Regions from separate parts of the Sus scrofa genome. Here all the other regions are linked to region 3. A link is a contact called in public Hi-C and HiChIP or PLAC-seq data. All regions are on one chromosome and are shown on one strand. Each heading gives the region's core, a stretch centred on a gene start, on an enhancer-like site or on the middle of the called end of the contact. The rest is flanking DNA. Distances are from core to core; before and after follow the strand shown. Region 1 has its middle 380 kb from the start of FOXO1. Region 2 has its middle 360 kb from the start of FOXO1. Region 3 has its middle 190 kb from the start of FOXO1. Region 4 has its middle 390 kb from the start of FOXO1.

Evidence for each region. Hi-C and Micro-C count contacts between places; a contact is called where the count stands out from the background. HiChIP or PLAC-seq counts read pairs in DNA pulled down with a chosen protein or histone mark.
Region 1: an H3K27ac HiChIP or PLAC-seq map of skeletal muscle shows a contact between it and region 3. The contact joins two enhancer-like sites. A contact is called at or near these places in 2 of 2 datasets of contacts at active chromatin or transcription factors (alveolar macrophages and skeletal muscle).
Region 2: a Hi-C map of skeletal muscle shows a contact between it and region 3, with 6 times the contacts expected there. The contact joins two enhancer-like sites. A contact is called at or near these places in 3 of 47 Hi-C or Micro-C datasets (retroperitoneal adipose tissue and skeletal muscle) and 1 of 2 datasets of contacts at active chromatin or transcription factors (skeletal muscle).
Region 4: an H3K27ac HiChIP or PLAC-seq map of skeletal muscle shows a contact between it and region 3. The contact joins two enhancer-like sites. A contact is called at or near these places in 2 of 2 datasets of contacts at active chromatin or transcription factors (alveolar macrophages and skeletal muscle).

Annotation. Positions count from the first base shown.
Region 1 is chr11:15,031,562-15,034,975 of Sscrofa11.1, reverse strand. No RefSeq gene overlaps it. Among named protein-coding and RNA genes, the nearest start is that of FOXO1, 380 kb to the left of the region's middle. Within about 2 kb of position 2,110, at least 2 of the 83 cell types and tissues checked have an H3K27ac peak or open chromatin away from gene starts, as enhancers often do. A contact at or near this core is called in skeletal muscle, where this site is marked.
Region 2 is chr11:15,052,015-15,055,085 of Sscrofa11.1, reverse strand. No RefSeq gene overlaps it. Among named protein-coding and RNA genes, the nearest start is that of FOXO1, 360 kb to the left of the region's middle. Within about 2 kb of position 1,790, at least 28 of the 83 cell types and tissues checked have an H3K27ac peak or open chromatin away from gene starts, as enhancers often do. A contact at or near this core is called in skeletal muscle, where this site is marked.
Region 3 is chr11:15,219,111-15,222,268 of Sscrofa11.1, reverse strand. No RefSeq gene overlaps it. Among named protein-coding and RNA genes, the nearest start is that of FOXO1, 190 kb to the left of the region's middle. Within about 2 kb of position 1,643, at least 7 of the 83 cell types and tissues checked have an H3K27ac peak or open chromatin away from gene starts, as enhancers often do. A contact at or near this core is called in alveolar macrophages and skeletal muscle, where this site is marked.
Region 4 is chr11:15,013,531-15,017,102 of Sscrofa11.1, reverse strand. No RefSeq gene overlaps it. Among named protein-coding and RNA genes, the nearest start is that of FOXO1, 390 kb to the left of the region's middle. Within about 2 kb of position 1,587, at least 52 of the 83 cell types and tissues checked have an H3K27ac peak or open chromatin away from gene starts, as enhancers often do. A contact at or near this core is called in alveolar macrophages and skeletal muscle, where this site is marked.

The DNA of each region.
Region 1 (3,414 bases), core at 861-3,360, 190 kb after region 3:
TATGAACCTATCACTTGTCACCTGTCAGCTCTGTGTGTGTGTTGTTCCTTAGCCTGGACATAAACCCCTTCACAGTACAGTCTGGATCTAACTCTTGAGACATGATTCCCCCCCCCCATTTGCTGTAATCAAATGTACCAACTCGTCATTCCATGAATATTCTGAATCTTTCTGTCTTCGTGAACTTGCTTGTGTCATTCTCTCTTCCTGGAATGCCGTACCTGTTACTCAGCGCTCAGTTTGAATGCTACCTTGCCTTGTCCAGAGGCGGACGCTTTGCAGTTAGAGCTGAAAGGGCCCTTGGAATCTCCTGCTTCTGCCCCTCACTGTACGTGTGGGGAAACAGAACGCTGGGAGGTGACTAGGCTTCTGTTAGATCTACGCTAAATCTGGGACTAAAAAAAGATCTCCTGGCTCGTAATTCACTACTCTTTCTGTGTAGCCAATGCCCTTCACTCACCTTCAGTCATTTCTCTTATGACACTGTTTTTTACATTCTATTTCAGTTTATAGGTTTGTTTGTTTGTTTTGTTTTGTTTTTTGTGTTTTGTGGTTTTTTTTGGTAAGTGTCTGGATTTGTAGCTACGAGGGCAGAGACCATGTCTTGGTCATCTCAGTATATTCCACAGCAGCACAGACCTTACACATGGTAGGCGCTTCTGTGTGCACTAAACGTGAAGGGATGGATGGTTGCGTGGACAGATGGATGGATGAGTGAATGAATGAAAGGATGAATGTGTGGATGGATGGATGGGTAGTTAGATAAGTGAATGAGAGGACGGATGGGTGGTTGGAAGGACGGATGGATAGATACCTGGGTGAGGTGACAGACGGACAGATGGATAGATGAGTGGATAGATGGATACATGCATGCATGCATGAATGAATAATCAGAGAATCATTGATGTAGCAAGTCTCCAGGAATGTGCTCAGGTATCCTAATAGCCCCATTGCAGACTTTATCTGCAACTGTGTGATTGTATAGCACAGCTGCAGGTTTGGCTTGCTCATTTTCTGATGTGATAAGGAAAAGATTATGGGAGGGGGCTGGCTAAGGGATATACCCTTCCAGGTGTGCATAATCATAAAATAATTCTTCATTTGTTAATCCTCAAAGCGACTTTATGAAACAGGTGTTTTTATTATCCCCAATTTACAGGCACTTAATAAGGTTGAATAACTTGTCAAGGAAATTGTGGAGCTAAGATTTGAGCCCAGGTTTCACCCACTTGAAGCCCAGGCTCTTACCTACTGCGCAGAGCCAGGAAATACTCAGCGTGGCAATTGGGTGTGAGGTCTTAGAAATCGGAGATGCTATGTTTAAACCTAGTTAGGCCACTAATTTCCTGAGCAGGCAAATCACTTAATTTGACTTCTCAGTTTACTCTATGGTTTAATGGAAGTAATAGAATCTTCTTAGCAAGAGTGCTGTGAAAATTAATGACTGCATATAAAGTGGTTTAAGATAAAGATTCTCTGATAAAAGGAGCTACAGGGAGGGAGTTTAGAGTGCTATTAAGAAAGTGCAAGGAATTGCAAATTATTCTATTTCCATGGGCTGTTTTGCAAGTGGGCAATGAATTTGTATTAAAAAAAAATCAGCTTCAAATTGACTTGCATTGATGAGGTGCTCAGGGGAAGAAACAGAACCTGGTGTATAATGTCTAGATTCCATTTTGCACATTTTAAACATTACTTTTAGGGCTACATTATTTTAAAAGAGAACTCCTGTTATGAATTAATAATGATACTTAAATACCACTGGGGAACCAGGGACAAACATGCCGCCTGAACTTGATCTCTGAGTCAGCCTTGCTCCCTACCGGCCACCTCAGAGCATCGTGTTCTTTCCCCCACCTGCTTGTGCTGGACCAGCATCAGGGGCAGGAGATGGAAGGAGAGAAGCTCTTTATGTCACCACACGGCCTCTTGCTCCCCTCCTCTCCAGATGCGCGTGTCTTGGCCGAGCTGGTTTTGTCACCCTTTATCGAATGGTATGCGACCAGCACATGTGCCCTTTGAATGACCAAACGTCCCTCCACCTGTTCTGTCCCAGCCAGGGATTACTGTCTAGGGACACTTTCTCATCCATTCATGTGCTCATCGAATATTTATGGAACATCAGCTCTGTGCCAGTCCCCGTTCTAACACCGGGAATTCGACAGACGTGATCTCTACCCTGTGGCGAGCGTCACAGCCAGATAATCAGACAGTGAAGTAATTAAAGAGATGAGCAGCGTGGTGAGGGAAAGTAAAGGGAAGTGGGAAAGCCTATGACAAAAGAGGGCAACTTTGTGGAATGAGGTCGAGGAAGACTCCCAGGAGGTGGTGGTTTTGGCTGGGGCTGAAAAATGAGTAGAATGAATAGGTTTAACTGCACGCAGTGTATGGGATACAGAGGTGAGCAGGACCCCAGAATTGAATGGCACAGCCCTGACCTCAGGTGGCCCAGGAGGTGGGCAGACACAGCAGCACTGCCATGCGGGCCGGCAGGTGCCGTGGCTGGAAGCGCGTGAGGAGGAGGGTGAGGGGGCGGAGCTCCGACCTGGAGAGCTTCCAGGGGAAGCCCAAGGTCTGGGGAGTCTGACCTGTTCTGAGGCGGGAGTGGCATGAGTAGCTGATTGGTAGGGGCGGAGCTGGAGGGCACCGGATCCAGCGGGGGTACCTCTTGCGAAAGCTCGGATGGCCGATGCTTCCCTGCCTGAAAGCACAGGTGGCTTTTCGAACTTGGAGCGCAGGGATGTGTTGGGAAGTCTTTAGCATGTTCTCTGGGAAGTGCCTCTGTAAAATTCTCGAAACAGCCGGTTCCTTGATCCACTGCACGTCTTACCTCTACTTCTCTTAGAGTCCACCCACAAGGTGTCATTGTGAGAAACTTCGTGGCAAAGATCCCTGAAGGATCGATTTAGGTTTCCCAACCATCTTCGACCTTGGGATCCCTTCTTCCTTCCTCCTCCCTCCCTCCCTCCCTTCCTCTCTCTGTCTTTCTTTCTCTCTCCCTCCCTCTCTCTTTTCCTCTCTTTCTCACTTTCTTTCTCTTAACAGAACATATACTAACATTCAAAGCGATCTTCCTAAAATTAAAGGCTGAGCACATCAATCTCTGCTTAAATCATTCAGTGGCTTTTGGACAAAGTTTAAATTTCTTGCCTGGCACCTTCAGCAACTACCAATTGGCAGAGTCCATGTTGGGAGAAACGATTCCATTTGTAGATCTTCTTTTAGAGAAGTGTGTTTTCAACTTCTTTTCCCCACTTTATGTGGCTGGTTTTCTTTTTATTATCGAGCTGCAGACGTTCTTTAGATGCTTTGGATATAAATCTCTTGTCAAATATTTGTTGAAAGTATTTCTCTCCGTCTTTGTTTTGAGATCCAGGAGTCTGTGAAGTTCAGGAGGGGAAAATGATGACTTGA
Region 2 (3,071 bases), core at 541-3,040, 170 kb after region 3:
ATGAAAACAAGCCGGAAAGGTGAAGACCTGGGGACTAGAGTTCCAGGCAGTGGTAAGAGGAAGCCCATCCACGGGGATCAGAGGGACGGCCAGTGTGGTCAGGGGATGGGGGAGTCTTTGCATTGTCAGGATAGATGGTATAGGGCTGTGTGGTCTAGGGAAGCGTTCGTTCTTGATTCGAAGGGTGATGGGAAGCCCTGGCTGGCTTAAAGCAGGGGCAGGGCCCAGTTTATCCTGTGGGAAAAGCATTGTGGTAGAACAGGAATGAAAAGGGAGAGACTAGCTCGGGGACCATTGGGGCAATTTAGACAAACAATAGTGGTGGTTCGGGCAGGGTGGTTGTTGGGAGACAGAAACACATGGTTGGATCTGGACTATTTGGAGTGTTATCGGGAACTTGCTGTTAGAGTAGATGTGACCGTAGATAAAATGCAGAGTGGAAACGCTTTGTACTCTGAGAGCCCTGTATACACATGAAGGAGTCACGCAGCCTGTGGTCCTTGGGGAAAGCTGACGGTTTGGAGCTTGGCCGTGCCTGGAAATGGCCTCCAGCCAGGTAATCCGGCCATCGGGGCTCCAGGAGAACCGTCGGAGCCCAGGAAGGAGGGCTCAGGCAGCCCCGCGCGTCTCAGCTTCCACGGGCACACAGATCACCTGGGGATCCCTAAGGTGCAGATTCGGCTCCGTAGATCAAGGGTAAGACCCAGAATTCTGCTCCCGGGTGGGGCCACAGCTGCTGGTCTGCGGGTCATGCTTCCAGAAGCAAAGAGTTCAGGGGAGTCATTGAGGTCACATTCCTGTCACGAGGGCTTGAACTGGGGAGGGAGTGGGGATATGGAGAAGAGAGCTCTTTCTTTTATAATACAGACTGCAAAACAAAGGGGAGGCATGAAAAAATGAAGTTTGGAGTCACGGTAACCAAGAAACGATGGTCCGTAGTAGGTACTGGAAGCAGGAGGAGGTTTGGGGAGGGGAGGAGGATGGATTTTCTAATCCCCACTATTTTTTCTTGGGCTGTAGCCGGGGGTCTGACTTGAGCACTTGGGTGGGAAACCCTCCTGACCTATTCAGCCTTGTCTGCGAAGATGATGAGCCAAAGGTTTCACTCTCGACGGCTGTGTATCACACTTGAGCACCCAGAGACCTCATATATTTGAAGGGAAGGAGGAGGGGGACCTTCATACCACGTAATTCAGTTGGGATCTGAACCGTACATCACCTTGGACATCAAGAAGGGCTGTGTTTCCTTGGACCGTAAAGCCTCAGTCCCTGCCTATTTACTGCTGCGTGTTCTTGAGGCCAGTCCCCCTCCCCACCCCATCTCCCGCACGTGATGTGCTGCTATCTTCAGATATTAATACCATGGGGCCAAGGAGGAGGACTCGTGCATCCGTGTGATATGAATAATAGTAACAACAGTCCACGTTACTGAACTCTTACGTACCAAGCACTGTGCTGCACATTTTACAGTTTTCAGAACTCATTCATTTTATTCTGAGCACAAAGCCTCCGTGGGGCAATGGGGTCTGAGACAGCAGGGATGTCTGGCCTGATAATAAACATCCCAGGTTTTATGGGTGAAAAATAGGAGTGTGGGAAAGATGATCTTTTAAAGAAAAGAAAATGCTTTCCAGAATGGCCCTTGGAGATGCTTGGAGCAGCCTGGGTACTTTGTGTGCTGAGATAGAACCTGAGGTTGAGAAATGTGCTCGGGGCCAGCAGGACCCGCCTCGGTTTGGCTGGGAAGATGTAGTCACTGGATGTCTGAGATATTACGCAACGTGACAAGAAGGCCAGGCACGAGCTCTCCATAGGAATTATTTCATCCCTACGGTTTGGGTGTCAAATATCCTCCTGGGCCCCTGGGGACCGGAGCTTCCAGGCGGCGTGTGTGGCCGCGCCTGGCGCTCCAGAACCCCCCTCACGCGTGGGGTGACATCGCCACTAGTGACCCTCGTCCGAGGGTTTTTCAGCCCAACGGCCCCTCCTCACAGGCTGTGCCAACACGTTCCTATTTTAAGATTCTTTAGTTGTAAGAAGTGGTGTATTTCTCCCCACGTCGTCCCGTCCCGGCCAAGCCAGGGCGACTCCCTTTGCTGGTCTCCCATCTTCTCTCACTTCTGGTCCTGAACTGCTGAACCCAGAGAGGGCTGCCTCCCGGGGCGGGTGGCAGGGTGACGTCAGCCAGGAGGCAGTTCCTCGGCTAAGGGAGCCAAGTCCGCAGACACGATCTCGGAAGTAGGACAAGTACATTTTGTTTCTGCGATTCAACCCAGAGAACTTCTTGGTCCCGGAAGCCTGTGCCAAATGTGTTTGCGCAACCTCGGGAAGCCGCTTCCAGAATGCGGGTGAAGAACTTGCCAGGGTTCCATTTCTTTGGGGAGCGAACATCCACGCAGGGCAGGACTGGTGCTGGCCCAACATGTCAGCGGGAACCGGGGGCTCAGACCTCAGGGGGGCGAGGGTCCTGCGGGAGGGTCTCCTGCCCAGGCTACACACGAGACCTGGCCGCCGTGCTCCCCGCAGTGGGAACATGTGGCCACGGGAACGTTGAGATGAGTGGGCCAGGCTGTGGTTCCATTTTGATTTGGCTAAGGGTGTGCTATGCAATGGAAAGGAGCACCAAAAGCTACCAATTTGGCTGCTGCCTCTGAACATTTGCTCTGCATTCCTGAATCCTCCCAGTTAAAGAGAACTTCCTTGCAATTCTTTCCCCCTAGGCAATGGGACAAGAACACACACACACACACACACACACACACACACACACACACACACACGAGTTAAAACCCTTTGGAAATGAAGGTCAGCTATTGCACATGTACCCGTGTTCATGTAAGTCTATGGAGAGAAATAAAGGACTGTAAAAATGTGCGTGCACATAAAAATGACCAACATTTTTTGGGCTAATGTTGGTGTCTTTCAAAGGCCGATCTTACAATAATAAACTCTTAGACTTTATGGGGCTTTAGAGTTTCTAGAACAATTTCACATGTCTCCTCTGATCAGGCCAGTGACTTTGTAAAATAGGAGTTAGTTTCCTCTCCATTTTAAAGAAATGAAAGATCAGA
Region 3 (3,158 bases), core at 394-2,893:
TTTTGGCTTACCAGTTCTTTACCCCTCTCTGTCCCCCACTGATCCACGGTCCCTTCTGCCTAATCATGATTGTCCTCTCTCTGTGAGAGCTGGTGTATTCCTTATTTCTCACTTCTGCCTGTGATTATTCAGAATCTTCATCGTTGTTTCATCAGACGACTAGTCATCCCTTTCTGTAGCTCTACCCATTTCTGTTCCTATTTACAACTGCGCCGGTTGGTACAAAGCCCTAAGTCATGAGGTCCAGTTGGGTGTGTATGCACCCTGTGAATTGTCCGTGCAGTGCCTGTGACGGCCGTAACGAGAGGGGAGGTCTAGGCCTGCTGTTTCATGCCGCAGGGAGAGACAGCCCCTGGGTTAAAGATGACGAGCAAACCTTTCTTCCACGGGGTTCTCATCTTTATCCGGCTCTCTTCTCTATCGTTCTTTCCTCTTTCCCATTGTTAATTGGTCCCCTGACTGCACATCAGCCAGAGTTATAAACTGCCCCCTTGGTAACCAGATGCCTCTCAGCTGGGGCTTTGCCGTTTGGGGATTTTATTCTTACCATGATGTGAGTTACACCAATGAATTCCTGCTCCTGGGCTTTGTGAACCGAGTAGAGGTGCTGATGGAATAGTGTCCCGCACATGTTCTTCTTTAACTTATTTATAACCCATCCTTTTTCACTTGTCTGTCCTTATCAGAGTCAGTGTGGACTTGCTTGGGGGTAATCCTGGGCTGCTGCCCTAGCAAGTGGCCAGGGCTGATCCTGTTACGCTCATGAAGTGGTCGTGCTGAGTGATGGGCCACCTGGCAGATCTCATTGACCTGTCCTGCCCAGCCGCCCAGTTCAGGACACCTTTTCAGCCTGGCCCGTTGCTCTAGGGTGATGACATTTCAGATGAAATTCCTGTTCACAAGTACTTTAAATCAACTGAAGTAAATTCCAGACTTAATGCCAGAAGTGAGAGTGGATTAGAAATCTCATCGAGCCGAGAAGATCCTGAACATGCGAGTGGGGAGTCACTCATCCTTCAGTTGAACTTGAGATGCATCTGGACCTGTCCTGCCATAGTCTTCTTTGAGATCAACTTAGGATCTAGCTGATATGCTTATTTGAAAGTTTTGCTTTAGTTATCTATTTAATGAAAGTGATGGGAAATTTATTTTTTGTGAGCAAGTATTCGTCATGTCAGATAATTTTTTCTTTATCAGAAATCATCATATAAAGGCAAGATTTAGAGGACGGTGTCCCTGTTTGCATACACAACAGGGTCCACTCTACGTGCGTCCAGTAGATGTGATTCTCCATAGCCAGCCTCGATCACCTGTTACTCAGTTTGAGTCTGGAAATGCCTCTCTCGGGCTGATGGAACACTCAGTCATTTCAAAAGGCATCTGCATGTGAACAGTCATGACCATACTGTTTTCCCCCTGCTATAAATCCCTTAGGAAGGAAAAGAAGCCATGAAACCATGCAAATTTTGAAAAAGCGTTTGGATGGGTTAAAGCCGTTACCTGCAATGGAGAAAACATGGCAGTGTCGATTGGATGGTTAGCACTCTTTGTCCATGAAGGAAACGTATCTAGGCCTGGGGAGCAGGAAACTCAAAGGGGAAGCTCTGATTGTCACATTGAATTGCTTGCCAACCCTTTGGTAAGCCTTGGCGGGCTTCCAGCTCCGTCCTGCCCCAGTCTGACCTCTGGAGCCTGTGAGTGCTGGCACACTCCGAGTACTCGATGGCATGAATGGCCAGTGGCCAGTGCCATCTGAAACTTCAGTCAACTTGATACCAAAGGTTAATCTCGTCCACGTGAATCACGCCATCTGTAATTTGTAGCACGTACTTTCTAGCGAAACCCTTTTTCCCTATGAGACCTGTTGGTTCCTGTTTTTAGCTATGGCTCACAGACCTCTTTAATTTATGAACTCTCCTTTTTTGTTTGGTGTTTGCTTTTAAATATTTTTAAATTATAGTTGGTTTACAATGTTCTGTCTATTTCTGCCATACAGCAAAGTGACCCCGTCATACTTATAGATACATTCTTTTTCTCACATTATGCTCCATCACGTTCCATCACAAGTGACTAGATACAGTTTCCCAGTGCTATACCACAGGAGCGCATTGCTTATCCACTCCAGATGAAATAGTTCCTATCTACTAACCCCAAACTTCTAGTCCATTTCACTCCCTCCCTCTCCCCGTTGGCAACCTCAGGTCTGTTCTCCATGTCCATGAGTTTCTTTTCTGTAGATAGGCTCATTTGTGCCATATATTAGATTCCAGATATAAGGGTATCATATGGTGTTTGTCCTCTTTCTGACTTACTCACTTAGCATGAGAATCTCCAGTTCTGTCCATATTGCTGCAAGTGGCATTATTTTGTTGTTTTCTTATGGCTGAGTATATTCCATAGAAGTGTATATATCACATCTTCTTAACGCATTCATCAATCAATGGACATTTGGGTTGTTTCCATGTCTTGGCCATTGTGAATAGTGCTGCAATGAACATAAGAGTGCATGTGTCTTTTTCTTTTTCTTTCTTTCTTTCTTTTTATTACTCAATGAATTTATTGCATGTGTCTTTTTCAAGGAAAGTTTTGTCCGGATATATGCCCAGGAATGGGATTGCTGGATCATATGGTATGAATTCTCCTTTTTTGTTTGTTTGTTTGTTTCATTTTTGTTTTTTTAGGGCCACACCTGCGGCATATGGAAGTTCCTAGGCTAGGGGTCGAATTGGAGCTACAGCTGCCAGCCTACACCACAGCCAACACCAGATCCAACACCAGATCCAAGCCTTGTCTGAGACCTACACCACAGCAACGCTGGATCCTCAACCCACTGAGCGAGGCCAAGGATTGAACCTTTGTCCTCATGGATACTAGCTGGATTCATTTCCACTGCGCCATAGTGGGAACTCGCGGTAGCTTTTTTTCCCCTCTCTTTTCTTATAGATCTAGTCTCACAGATTCCTCAGTCTTGGACAGATTACATTCATGGTTTTCTCTAGTGGGAGAAGTTAACATAATTTCATTTTTCTTTTTAAAAAAATTTTTAAAAATTCAATAGAATTTTCAAAGATTACTTTCCATTTAGCAGTTATTACATAATATTGGCTCTATTCCTCGTGTGATACAGTACATCCTTGAGACTGTCTTACACTCAGTAG
Region 4 (3,572 bases), core at 338-2,837, 210 kb after region 3:
TACCTTTGCTTTGTACTCTGTGTAGAGTGACCTAATTCAACACCAGCAGTTACTAATTTGGATAACGGTTTTAATCTCTTTCCTTTCCTATATAGGACACTGGGTCAGTGTGTCATTGACAAAAGCCATGCAGACATATGTATGAAAACAAATGTTGTACATTTATTGCAATAACTTCGCTATTGGTGAATTTCACAGCTTTGCTCTAGCACGTCACCCAGAAGGGGAAGGGGTGTTTGCGAGCAACGTTCGGTCAGTTTGTCTACATCCGCGCAGGTGCCGATGCGGTGGTAGAGCTGATGCGGAAGAAAGGAGGGAGGTTTCGCGGGAAGAGGTTGGGAGGTGGCTGGGAGGGTTTGCGTGTTCACGTTCAGGGGAGGGGATCGTGCCAGGGCTGGGCTGCGGGCGTCCGTGGCTGAAACACCAAGCACGCTTGGTGCCAGGCTTTCGCACAAATTCCTGGCAGGACAGACGTGAGTGGGAGGTTCAGGCCTGAGGTACCATCAAGGAAGTCTGATGTGACTTCTTTTGATGCTGCTTCAGTGTAGACAGAGCAAGGGTGACTGGCTACTGTTCGGCTGGTGCCCCGGAAATGAAGTACCTCAGAAAATGGGCGGCCGCGGGCCCGCAACTTGGTTTGGAGACATTGGGCAGGGCAGCCTGTCCTGACGTCCGCCCCAGGACCTTGCCTGGCCCACGCTGTGCACACGGAGCCCACCCTGTGCACACGGAGCCCACCCTGTGCACACGGAGCCCACGCTGTGCACACGGAGCCCACCCTGTGCACACGGAGCGCCTCAGCCAGGAGACCACGACTGCTTCCTCCCGAGCCGGAGGCCTCCCAGGCTCCAAAGCCTCCCGAGGCTGCCGACATCACCCTCCTGTGGAGGAGGCTGGGCCTGGCGCCTGAACACACACACGTAGGTGAAGGACTTCCGTGAAGAAAAAGGAAAAGACGAGCAGCTCCCCCAGACGCGCCCCCGTGGCCATTGTTCTGCCTCGGAATCTGGTTCCGGCCGAGAGCAGGAAGGAAGGGGTGACCCAGGCAGCCGTTTCCGCAGCACAGATTAGACAGAGGCTGGAGCCCCCGGAACGGGTCCGCAGGGCCGGAAAGGCCCCGCTCTCCCTGCACACGGCGTGATTCTGAGGAAGAGACGTGGTGACCGCAGCCTAACAACTAGGAATTCCCAACCCAGACAAAACGCTGTGAACACCACCTCCCCAGCCTCGGGGTCCCTAGAATCCAGGGTTCTGTTCCTCACCCCACGGAACGGGCCAGGCACAGTCACTCTTCAGCAATGTTCCAGCATCCTCTCTCAGTGACACACGCCAGGGCCCAGCATTCCTCCGTCTGGAAAACTCGCCTCACGTCTAACCCGGGTCCCTCCTGCTGCAGCTGCTCTTCATCGCCTGGTGCTCAGCTCCGGTGGTGATGGAAAAGAACCTGTCACCACTTCCTCCCTGAGAATTCTTCAGATGCTTGAGGGCTTAAAAACAAAGCTCATTTTCCCTCCGTCGGTCGGTCGGTCGGTGGTTCCCAGCCTCTGTCTGCATTGGCCAATCCGGGAGAGTCCTGGGCACATGGTTCTGCTCAGGGGCAGCGAGCGCGGGTTGCCAAGCAAAGTGAAGCGCTCAGAAGCAGGCACCCCGCTCTGCCTCGTCAAGGGCAGCCCTTGCCCTGCACTCAGCTTTTCCCAACAGAACGCAGCGAGCGGGTTAAAGAGCATCGTGTCTTCCTTTTCTGGAACCCATTGTGTGTTACATCAAAGACAACGAGCGGTTGGTGCAGCCGCAGTTGCTGGACTGTGAGACCCAGGGCAGGGCCCGGAGCTCCTGGAGAGAGGAGCGAGGCTGCCCGGTGAGAGGTGCGCCCTGGGGTCTGTGCGGGAGGAGAAGGGGCGCCGGGCTGGCCTGCCGGGCCCTGCTTTCCAGCTCGAGGCTTTCACTGCCTCTTTCACTCAGGCTCAGGAAGCTGTCCCCAGGCGACACTCACACGCTGAGCAACTGCATAATTGTTGGCAAGGTCTGGGGGCCGGTCAGCCAGACTGGGCGGGGCGAGCATTCCATTATCATAACACAATGCCATAATAGGGCGCGAAAGTCTTTGCACACTCCTTCTTAGACAATAAGACTCTGAAAACTCGACTTTGACACTGAAAAGGAAGGTAAAATCAGCCTTGGTGGTGTTCTTGCCACCGGCGTTATCGTGTTCACCGTGGGGGCTTCCGTGTGGCCTGGCTGAGCCAGTGGCTCAGGACCGTGTCTCCTGCAGGCCTGCACCTGGGCTCTGAGCCTGGGGGGGTGCGCTTGGGAAACCAGGCCTGCTTGGAAGGCCATGCTCATTTTTCTTGCCCTGGGACCAGAGGGCCTTGGGGAGGAAAGCCAGAGCCAGCCCAGGTTTCCTCGGGGGACCTGGGCCTGCAGCGCCCGCAGAGCTGATGCGCACACATGGGTCTCTGGGCGAAGTGCTCACCTCCCCGCCCACCCCCAAGGCGGCGGTGCAGGGGTCAGTCAGGCCCTGCTGGGACAGGGTGTCACTCTCCCTGGACCCAGCAGGGCCTGGTGTGTACCTTGTCAGGGCTGTTGACAGGCTGACTCATAGTTACGGCATGGACCCTGGAGCCCAGAAACCTGGGTGCTGTTTCTCGCCTGGCTGCGGCTCCCTGGTTCTGCCTTCCTGCTGTGGAACCGGGGAGAGAAGTCATCCAGCAAGGCGCCAGGCTAGGCGGCTGCTTTGGGGTGGACACCAGGAAATGTGGGACCTTTTCTTCATAAAAGTGTGGAAGGTACTTTTAACGGTTCTAGTGACCGGTCCATCCCAAGTGTAGTCTCTGACTTTGGCAATGGTTAGGAAGTAAAATAGATTCCAGAAACCTCTATGAACTTCTGCAGAATTCCAATCCATCTTTGAGAGTCAATTCTCACCCTTAATTCATTGTTATACTTTTTTGTTTGAGCATTCATGCATTTATTTAAAAATATTTAATGAGAGCCCTTCATAAAAATCTCCATAAACTTTAAGTGCAAATAAGCAGCATTCTTCAAGCCTTGAAACGCCCCACAAGATGAGTTCCTTTCCAAGCATCCTGTAAGGAAGGTAGGGGATGCCTGGGCACCATCTAGACTCTCTTAATAACACCTGGTGGGGAAATTATGACACATTTTCTTATTTTCTATTAGGGTTATGCTTGTTCTTTGGATAAAAGGAACTCCATATGTAAATGCAATTATTAATCTCTGCATTTCTTCTGTGCAATTGGAACACCAGAATCTCCTGGGCTGTTTGAATAGAATTCAGGCCTTCGTCTTAATGGTAATTTTATTGCTAAGAAAAGCAGTAAAATCCATGAAAAATTAACATTGCTAAAGAGGACCCCAGGCCCCTGGGGGTTGCAACTCGAGGGTCACCAGTAAGTGGTCATGATTTAATGAAGTGCTCCCTCTGATTAGTGAGAAACGGGCCTGGCACCTTCCACAGCCTAAATACCCTGTTTCTGAGGCTGCCAAGCAAATGCTTTCAGAGGCTGAATTCTCTGCCCGCTCTAGGGAGCTGGCAGTGGGCAGCAGAGGGC